2 separate regions of the Mus musculus genome follow, and region 2 is linked to region 1. The links are chromatin contacts, called in public Hi-C maps. All regions are on one chromosome and are shown on one strand. The core of a region is the stretch at or near the end of the contact, and the rest is flanking DNA. Distances in the headings are between cores, read along the strand shown. Region 1 has its middle 370 kb from the start of Gm46846. Region 2 overlaps Runx1t1 (RUNX1 translocation partner 1).

What was found. Hi-C and Micro-C count contacts between places; a contact is called where the count stands out from the background.
Region 2: a contact with region 1 is called in a Hi-C map of cortical neurons, with 2.0 times the contacts expected there. The contact joins two enhancer-like sites. A contact is called at or near these places in 1 of 484 Hi-C or Micro-C datasets (cortical neurons), 1 of 115 datasets of contacts at active chromatin or transcription factors (SST interneurons) and 2 of 9 other capture datasets (embryonic tail and embryonic trunk).

What each region holds. Positions count from the first base shown.
Region 1 is chr4:12,537,668-12,543,028 of GRCm38.p6, forward strand. No RefSeq gene overlaps it. Among named protein-coding and RNA genes, the nearest start is that of Gm46846, 370 kb to the left of the region's middle. Within about 2 kb of position 1,349, at least 32 of the 459 cell types and tissues checked have an H3K27ac peak or open chromatin away from gene starts, as enhancers often do. A contact at or near this core is called in SST interneurons and cortical neurons, where this site is marked.
Region 2 is chr4:13,829,419-13,834,596 of GRCm38.p6, forward strand. All of the region lies in intron 1 of Runx1t1 (RUNX1 translocation partner 1), which reads left to right. Among named protein-coding and RNA genes, the nearest start is that of Runx1t1, 47 kb to the left of the region's middle. Within about 2 kb of position 3,698, at least 75 of the 459 cell types and tissues checked have an H3K27ac peak or open chromatin away from gene starts, as enhancers often do. A contact at or near this core is called in SST interneurons and cortical neurons, where this site is marked.

The DNA.
Region 1 (5,361 bases), core at 99-2,598:
TTTTGACCATCTCCTGTCTGAGCCATTTTCCTGTCTGCCAGCTTCCAGGATCATGTGTGATTGTGTAGCAGCACAAAAACCAAATTCTAAGGTGCCTGCAACATCTTACAGCTATTACCTCTGGTCGTGTGGATTTGTGGTTTAAGAAAAAAAAAATATTAGCAGGAGCAAGGGGACACTCAGTACTTAACATAAGCAGCTGTTAATTATAAAACCACAGTCATTTGTATTTTACTAAAAATGTTGATATGACTCTCAAAGAATTTTAAGAAAGCCATTAAATCCCTTTCATCTCTGCATCTGATTTCTACACTTGCCACTTCCTTCTCCCTAAATAATCCCTACTCTCCCTTTTGAGTCCTATTAAGGATCATAAAAACCAATAAAATATCTTTTTGGAGAAAGCCAAAATGTATTTGAGAGAATTAGGGTTGATTAGGGAGATGCTATACTAGATATTATCGCAAATTAGTTCTGTTAAATATGGAGAGGTTGAGCGTTCTGTACATCTCTCTGCAATAAAATACATGGACACGTGTGTGCTCACACATGAGATCCACTGACACAGAGAGCTGCTGGCACCGATCCTTACATGTTTAATCACAGCCCTGCTGTAACAGAAAGAACAGGTTGGTCAAGGATGGGAGGATTTTCTGTAGAAGCTGGAGACATCAATGCACTGTAAGATATTATTTCTTGTCTTCAAGTCTGTCTTTTATTTTGTTTACACAACAAAGTTATTATGCTAATTATGTAGTAATATGCCGCCCCTGAGGACATTCCACGTTGATAGCATCTACTTTAGGATGCAGATTGGGAGCCAATATGTGATTATTGCTATTTCAAAATGATTTGATCACTGCAACAATTTTTCATTCAGAGGGAGTTCTCTGGCTGTACAGCCTTGGTATGGATTTAACAGCACAGTGCAGAAAAAATAATCAGGAGAGTTTGGGGGATTTTTAAAAATGTTCTTCTCAAAGAATATCAATAAATAATATTTTGGAATAGTGAGTCAAGACTAAGCTGTGTATGTGTGTGTGTTTGTACTCTTTCACATGTGCACGATGGAGTGCGGTTGAAAACTCATGTTAATATGTATACAACCTCACTAGGGGGAGCTCTTGGCTGGCTGTTCAGTAGCCTGACCATTGTCTGTAGGAGACAATTTTTCTTTGTTTGAAAATTTACAAGTCATCAATGAAAATGCCACAAATACAGTAGAAGTTTAGGGGGTGGTCACACCACTGGGTTTCAAATCGGGATTTAGGTGAGGAAGGGAAGTCAGTTTCTTCCGTGCTCCCTTTCCCCAGCCATTCTATAACTGCATCCCATCATTTGACAGGTTTCAGAGCTGCTGCAAGTATCTCTCTTTGCCATAGGGCTTTCTGCAGTCTGCTCCTTCTGGGAGTCTCTCCACTGATACTTGGCAATAACAATGAAGATTTTGCAAAGGCCAGGTACTCAGATCAATTAACTAAGCAATGCTCCAAATGTGATCATAGTACCGAACATTATAGTGTTGCTTTAAAACTGGGAACTTTGTGATTAGAGATGCAGACGATCCAAAGAATTTTGGGGTGGGGTGTTAATCAACCGAAGAAATACAAATATTTGTAAAATTTTCTTAAGACAATTACTTTTGGAAGCAAAGCAAAATATGCCAGCCCTAAGGGAACAGTGTGACTGGCTTGGGCAATTCTCATTTTATTATCCTTACTCTGAAAACTCCAATCTCTCCCTCTCCCTCTCCTTCTCCCCCTCCCCCACCTCTCTCTCTCTCTCTCTCTCTCTCTCTCTCTCTCTCTCTCTCTCTCTCTCTCTCTCTCTCTTGTGTGTGTGTGTGTGTGTGTGTGTATCTTTTTAAATCAGAGGAAAAAGAAATAAAGCCAAGTGCCTCTTTCCCTACCATGTTCCTTTCCTTTTTTCTCTACTCTAATGACATTTGGCAGGCTCGGCTGTGTAATGCTCGACTGGTTTTATTGTTGTCTGTTCCCAGTGGGGAATAGTTGACACTGCTCTCTGTTTTCAATTGATATCCATTTTCAACAATATTGCTTTCTATTAGATTCCTGCACAGTTTGTGCCAAGCAAACTGAATATTTACTGGGCTGACCTCAAACCCTTCAAATCAACAAACACTAGAATAAGCAAAAGTATGCATTTTAAAGATCAAATGTTTCTGAATGCTCTTTACAAAATTATTATTTTTAAATGCACCTTGAACTGCAGATTAAATAATATTATGGTATTGCCTCTGTTAGCCCATTTTATTTATTTACTTTCACATGTTAAGTAATGGTATTAAATGTTAAAACACAGTTGTATATATTACTTAGTGAAGGATAATAACAATTCAATAATTTCGTATTTAGCAGACTCCCCTTTTAAGCAATCAAGCATTTTTGGCCCATTACCTTTTAGTGTACACATAGTTTGTAATATCATATTGCATAGGACAACTGAGTTCGACAAAGCAGAAGATGGACAACCACTCCAAGCTTCTTTAGTGCCGGGAGGTTCTGAGTTAGAATTGGAAAGCAAATCCTTTAACCATTGAAAGCCAAATAGCCACTGAATGACATGAATATTTCTAACATCTTTGCTTCACTGTGCTAACCAAAGTTGTCAGAATCTTAATCATACATGCTACCCATCTATTACAGTGCACCAGGCTATAGGGGACAGGTAGGAAATAGACAGCCTTTAATTTTGGAGAAAATCAAGAAAAGGATTAGAAAAGAAAGGGATTTCATATTTTTGAGAAACACCTCGAAACTATTGTCATTTAGCCAAATATGCCTAGTTTCTCTAAAAAACAAAAAGAAAAACAAAAACCAAAGCTTACTGTTCCACCCTTCGGCTGAAGCGGACTATAATCGGATATGTCTACATAAAAGCCTTTGGTAAGTTAAGGTAGCTATTGGCTATTCAAGCAAATAATCACAGGCAGTGACAACAGAAGTACAGAAAGTGCTAACAAGTATTGTGGTGTCTAAAAGATGCTCCATAGATTTGGCTCCCTGGGACCCATGTAAAGGTAGTGTGCACTTGTAACCCCAGCTCTGGGAGAAAGGAGATTGGAAGACTGTGGGATTTTGCTAGCCAGCCAGTATAATGGAAACAACAAAAGGCAGTTTTAATAAGAAAAACTCTGGCTTCCAAGTAAGGTGAAGAAAAATAGAAGAATCTGAAATGTGCCTCTGACTTTTCCTTAGACTGAGATCTCTCTCTCTCTCTCTCTCTCTCTCTCTCTCTCACACACACACACACACACACACACACACACACACTTGCATGTGTGCTTGCACACACACACATGCGTGCACAGACACATACACAAAACACAAAGGGAGAGAAAAAAGATTATAGTGAAAATACAGTCTTTAATGATGTGCACATGACCATGGCTATGACATTACAGAAGATAACCCATTGGGTGAAGTTTGAATCCAATTCATAAGAAAAAAAGACAATGAACCAAAGGTCCCACTTGCAGAGACTGACTTCTCTTTCCAAGCTTGCATTCTTTCTTTCTTTCTTTGTTTTTTTTTCCTTTTTTTTTAAATTTTATTTTATTTTCGAGGCAGGGTTTCTCTGTGTAGCCCTGACTGTCCTGGAACTCACTCTGTAGACCAGGCTGGCCTTGAACTCAGAATTCTGCCTGCTGCTGCCTCCCAAGTGCTGGGATTAAAGGCTCCAAGCTTCCTTAATTTTTTTCCCTTTCCTAATATTTATTCAGTCTGAACCAACCACCTTCTTTCTCTTGATGCAGAACCTGATGTCTTCTTACCATTTCTTGAGCCCACTGTGCCTGCCAGCACCTTAGAACCAAGCAGTTCCAACAGTGCGTTGTTTACCCTCAATACAGCCCTGTCAACTCCTGCCCTACTGCCTTTCAAAGTGTGTGTGTGTGTGTGTGTGTTGCAGATGACACACAGTAGACTCTAGTGCTCACCAGTCCTTTGGGGGCAACTTTTTCAGAGATTGTGGCTACATAGACATTGTGTGGGCCTGGCAAGCTGTGATCTGCCAATGGCTCTGGGAAAACCCCTTACTCAGCTTCTTTTCTCACCATCTGTGAAACAGTTTTTCTATTTATAAATCAGACATAATTGAAACTGCCCACTGGGCCTTTCCCAGGCATGTTGGGAAGCTTAGAATGAAGCTGCTAACTCCCCTCAGCTCCTTGAAGGAAGAGTGTGAGAACTCTGAGGCCTGGCACACAACACACTGGACACCTTTTCATTTACACCGTCACTTTCATAAATAGAAAATGGCATTCTTTGGCATGGCCACAGAACATAATTAATCAGTGGAATTTCAATCAAACATATATTTTTGTCATGGATTCCAGGAATGCCTGGAAGCTCACAGCCAGTATGGATTGATATATGGTTGAGTGTTCTGGAACAACAAACTTGAGTTCAAGGCCAACCCTGTCACTGACTAGCTGTGTCAACCTTGGCAAATGATATCCCCTCTTTCCACCTCCTCATTTGCAAACCGAATGAACTTTGTGATTGCCTTGCTGGAATAAAAGTAAGGAGGTTGAGGGAGAATTTAGACAGATGTCAAGTACTTCATGAGTATACAGTGGGTTATTGGCTATTGGTGGTTTAAAAACACAGGCTGTGATAACTTTCTTCTTTGGCTACACACACACACACACACACACACACACACACACACACTGCATTATAATAGAAATTGTTTAGTGGAGAACAGACCCCATTCTCCCTATTGTTTCTTTTGTGGCTTTCTTGTAATTCCATTCTGACTGTGTTCCTGTCTGATTGTTGTTCCTATTGGAGGCAGCTACAATATGAGTGTGTCTCTAACATTTTGACCTGAAGATGTATGTACTCTTAAATGAAAGACATTTCATTCCTATGAAAACCGCATGATGCAATCTGAAAGTGTTTTGTAAACCTTGTCCAGAAAACTACAGATAAGATATACTAGAGTACACAATTACTTTCTTAGTGTCTTTCATAACATCTTAATAGTCTCACATCTCTGTCTATATTTCCCAAGTGGCATCAAAATTCAATCATGTTTTACTTGATTTTTCCTTCTGCAAATCTGAATGATTATTAAAGCAGTGAGCATACAAATGACAGAAAGATAGGAGAAATTTCGTTGAGATCTGTTACATTGGAGACTATGATTTAAATTGGATTAGTAAGATAAAAGGTCCATTTTCTCTCTGTGAATTGCAGACTACCTTTAGATATTACGCTTTGAAACAGTTACCTGGGAAGAGAGATGTCCAGGGTACCTGGAATCATCTTGGTGATGGATCTTGTAGGCACATTTGTGTAAAGACAAAGGAGAGGTATTAGGCAAAGAAATAAAGAC
Region 2 (5,178 bases), core at 2,448-4,947, 1.3 Mb after region 1:
ATGAGATATTGGTAGGCAAGCTAGAGGGACTAAATGTTCTCCCATCCCTTCTTTTTGCATTCTTGTCATTGATTTTGTTTTAGAGATGGAGTTTCAGTATGTAACTCTGGCTCGCATTAGCTCACACTGGCCTCTGCCTCTAGGGTGCTAGGATTATAGGTGTGTTCCTCTATGTTTGGCTTAAATGTATTTCTGAGCAGAGAGGGTAGGTAGTGAAGACTTTTCATCCCAGCTTGGGTCCTCTAGGCAGAGATGGTGGGGTCAAGAGTAAAGAGCATCACCAGTTTCTTAGTGGGTTTGAGGTCAGCCAGGACCACAAGAGACCCAACCTTTAAAAAGGTGGGGAGGCAGAGACAGGTGGATTTCTGAGTTTGAGGCCAGCCTGGTCTACAAAGTGAGTTCCAGGACAGCTAGGGCTATACAGAGAAACCCTGTCTCGACCCCCCCCCCCCCCCACACACACACATACCAAAAAAAGCAAACAAAATGCATTGTTTTGAGATTACATTTTATTTATTTATCTTTGTGTGTGTGGGTATGTACAAATGTCACAGCACTTGTGGAGGACAGAAGACAATGCTCAGAAGTTGTTCTCTCATTTGTCGTAGGACTCAGGTTTCCAGCTCAGGCCACTAAACTTGGTGGCAAGCACTTTTACCCACTGAATCACCTTATGGGCTCCACAAACACATTTCTTAAATTCCTTTCCAAATTATGATATTTTCAATTTACAATGAGTTATTGGATCATACTCCCAGTGGAAATCCTGAAGCATCTTTCTCTGAATTCTACTCTATCCCAAGTGCTTGCTGTTGATGGCTGGTATGACTCTAAGGTTGATTATCTTTCTTCTTTTGTTTTGTTTTGTTTTGTTTTTCATATATTTTAGTGTTTGCCTGCATGTATGTCTGGGTGAGGGTGTCAGATATTGGAGTTATAAACAGTTGTGAGCTGTCCTATGCATGCAGGGAGTTGAATCTGGGTCTTCTGTAATAGTATCCAATCCTCTTAACCACTGAGCCATCTCTCCAGCGTCAAAGTTGCTTGTCTTTGAAGTCATTCTAATAGATTTAAAGAGGGAACATGGTCACTCTTCCTATAAAGTGAGTTATGTGTGTTTTAGTGTGTTTTGTTTTTTGAGATGGGGTCTTGCTGTAGCATTGCTGCCTGGAACTCAATATATAGATCAGGCTGGCCTTGAACTCACAGAAATCCATCCACTTCTGCCTCTCAAGTGCTGGGATTAAAGGTGTGTGCCACCACACCCAACTGTACATACGTATTAAGTACTCTCCCAAGGGAGAATTAAAGAGAGAAAGTAGTTCATCAAGTTACCTCTCGTTTCCAGTAGTTGGTGTGTGTAGCTCATACACATTGTCTAAAAAATTGGGCGATGTGCTTGGTGCCTGGGCGGCTGAGGAAAACCATAAGAGTATGTGTATGAGCTCTATTGGGCAGGAAAAGATATGCAGATAAGAGTAGCTATTTTGCAAAGAGGGAAGCAGCAAAGAAAGACTCAAAAGAAACAAAAAATGCTCCACAAACCCCAGGACTAGCAATGGATCTCTCCTATACTGACAGATGACAGGCAGGCTTGATGACCTTGCTTGCAAGAGACAGAGATCTGCATAGGAAAGTATAGAGGACATTGGTGTCTGATATGAGTAGGGATGAGCAAGGGTCTTTTTGTTTGTTTGTTTGTGTTTGTTTGTTTTTGATTTTTGTTTTTTGGGTGTTTTGTTTTGTTTTCGAGACAGGGTTTCTCTGTATAGCCCTGGCTGTCCTGGAACTCACTTTGTAGACCAGGCTGGCCTCGAACTCAGAAATCCGCCTGCCTCTGCCTCCTGAGTGCTGGGATCAAAGGCGTGCGCCACCATGCCCGGCTATGAGCTAGCGTCTTAAACACATAATCTTATTCAGTTTACCACCTCTGTAAGATAGACACAGAATAGCATTCCCATTTTTGCTGTGCATAAGGAAGGCTCAGGATAAGTAGCCTAAGGGAGGGCTTACTCTTAATGGTTGAAAGAATTCCTTTGCATGGGTCTTCTCCCACATGGCCTGTAAGCAAGCCCATTGTAGATTCCCTCTCTTGCATCCCTTAAAAACACACCTGGAACTATTTGAACTAACTTCAAGTGAGACAAATGCCAAGCCAGATTATGTTATACCATTTTACATTGAACAAAGAAAGAAAAAGGAAATGAAAACATCTCGCCTCTAGAGGGCCTTGGCAATGAATTCAACACTGAAATGGTATCAGTAATACATTTTTCTATGCCATAAGTAAGTTTTTCCATGCGCCACCATCTTTGGTACACATGTGCTGGATATTTGCCAAGTGAGAAGAATGTTACTACACAGGGAAGATAGTCTTGTCTGGAAGCTGCGTGAATCATTTGAGGTAAAGGCCTTATTTTACCTACCTTCCAGACCTTCTTTTCAGCCTTTTCTTTCCCTTTCTCCATCCGTCTTTTTCTTTCCTCCCTTTCTGTGTCACTCTTTCAATAAGTATCACAAGTTGTCTTCTAGCAACTGAAAAACAGAAAGGATATACCAGGAAAGTATAATCTTCATTAACTTAAAAAAGGTACTTGTGATACATTCTAACCTCATGTTGGTTTAAGCATGTCCTCTAATTTGAAATAGGGTGAAGTGCTTCTCTGGTTAAGTCATCGCTCTTGTGCTGTTTGCTATATAGTTTCAAGAATATATATTTCAAAAACATTGGAAAAAAATAATCCCAAACAAATGCAACAGAGCTCCACATACTTGAAACATATTGTCCAAATTTATCTTAAATCTCTGTGCTGCAGAACGTTTCTGTGTGCATGGATTAGGCCGGCTGATGACTTCTTCATCTATCACTATCCTGGGTGATTGTGTCGAGCAGAAGAGAATGACTTACATATGGTCCCACTTTGTCGTAGTTTGTAGGGCCTCTGGGTTGGAACCATTTGATCAGAGAAGCCAACCGTCACAGAAATTTGGCTAATGTCGAAATCCTACATATGCACATGTACACATAGATCAGGTCAGACTGTGTCTATTCCTGTTTGAACTCGTGGTTTCCTTCCGTGTATTGATTGCTAGTTCTTTCTCTTAAAATACTGATGACATTAACACAAAAAAAAACCCTCATACTTGTTTTGATCATGATATTCTGTAAAGGCATTACGTTACAGGTGTGGTCCAGGCTGATGTGGAAAATGTTTCTCAGTTAAAGCTATGAGTATGTCCAACATCTTTCTAGAACTGAACAGAGCTAGAAATACCAAAGATTATCTTCAGCAGAAATCTAACTCTTACATTTGAAGAAGAAGCCCATGGTGGGCTTTATATTGTATCTTTTTTTCTTGGTGTAAGTACTTAAAAGGACAGAGGACTTAAGTGAACTTTCTCAAGTTAGGTATTCTTGTCATCTGAGGTGGGTGACTGGCCGGGCTGGTAGATCCTTCTTTAGTAAATGGAGCTTCTGAGAGCGTTTCTCCCTTTGGGGTCTTTCTCCTTGTTTTGTTCTTTCCTTGTTTCTCCTTTTTCTTTCTTTCTATTGCTTCATTGATGTTTTTTTTTCATGCTTCCCATTTCCCCCTCCCCCTCTGCTCTTGCCTTTTCGGTCTGTTCAGCCACGTGCTCTGTGGATCTGGCCTGCCTTCCCTCTTGGTTCCCTGTGAGTGTTAGCAGAATGAAAGCCAGATGGACCAGCAGTTCCCACTGTTATCTTCCAGCAGACTCTGGCAAGCCTCCCTCCCTCCTTCCTTTCTTGGCATGACAGAAGTATTTGCCTTTATTTAGGGAGCCCATGTTCGCTGCTGTACCTCTTCCCTCAGCTGCAGCATAAGCGGAAAACTTTATTCTCCTCTTGCCGAGGTTGATTGAGGAGAGTAGACATGCCGTAGATTTATCAAAGGAGCAGTTTGAAGCCCGCCCAAATTGTTTATTTTTCTGAAATAAGGGATTACTGAAGCTGGTGGTTGCGTGCCCTGGGATAGCAGTATAAAGACATGGTTTTTGCAGTAAGATAAAGTCTGGAGTAAGTTGTATTTGTGTTGGTGTTGCCGCCAACATGTCCCTCGGGATACTTCTCTTGAACTGGGATTATTCAGTGTTATTAAACCAATGGTAGAGAAGAAGACACAGAGCCTGATACTGCTGACTCAATTATGAAGCAAAATATACTTACTAGGCTGTAGATGATGGTATTACATCATCCCTAAAATAGGATCAACATTATTTGAGCTTTTAAAATGCCCTGTTTTTGTTGCACTCTCCTTTTTATGAAAATGCTTTTTTTTTTTCTTTTTTTTTGACGCAGGGTATTACTAAGTAGCTTTCATGAGTTTAGACCAGAATGGCTTCAGATTTAAAGCAATCCCTCTGTCTCTGCCTCTCAAGTGCTGAAATTCCTGGTGTATGCTACCAGGCCTAGGTAGAAAACTGCTTTTGTTTGTTTGAGATACAAGCTTAGTATTTCAAGCTGTCCTTGAACTCCTGTTTCTCTTTGCCTTCGTTTGCCAAGTGATGGGATTACAAGCATGCGTCATGAGAGGTGCCATAGCAAGTTTCTTTGAAGAAAATAAGCTAGGTTTGGGATTATAATAACAGTAATTTGACTGTTTAGTTTCATTGACTTTAATTTTTTTTACTTATTTTAATTTTATGTGTATGTATGTGTACCGTGTGTGTGTGTGTGTGTGTGTGTGTGTGTGTGTGAGAGAGAGAGAGAGAGAGAGAGAGCACCGTGTGTGTGTGCACTAGCCTTAGGATGTCAGAGAGGGTATTGGACCTCTTAGAACTGGAGTTAAAAGTGATTGTGAGCAAGCACATAGGTGCTGTGAATTGATCTCAGTATGTCCTCTTAACCACTGAGCCATCTTTTCAGCTCTTAGTATCTGACTCTTAAGGAAATTTGGGAATTATTTGCGAGGCCATGGGTGTGGGGGAAATTGTGGAACAGGAGTTAAATCTGTAACTGACTGGGAACAATCAGTTGAGATCTCTACCTTCTGAACAGCACACCCCGGTCCTGTGCGTAGCCCATTGCCCCACAATTATTTGTTCTAATTTTCATAATGATTTAAAATGTATGCTCTGAATAGTGTATTATTTTGCCTTTTTTTAGGAAGTGCAAGTTTAAAATTTTTGTCTCTAAAGTTTAGTACTATCTCAAAAATGTTT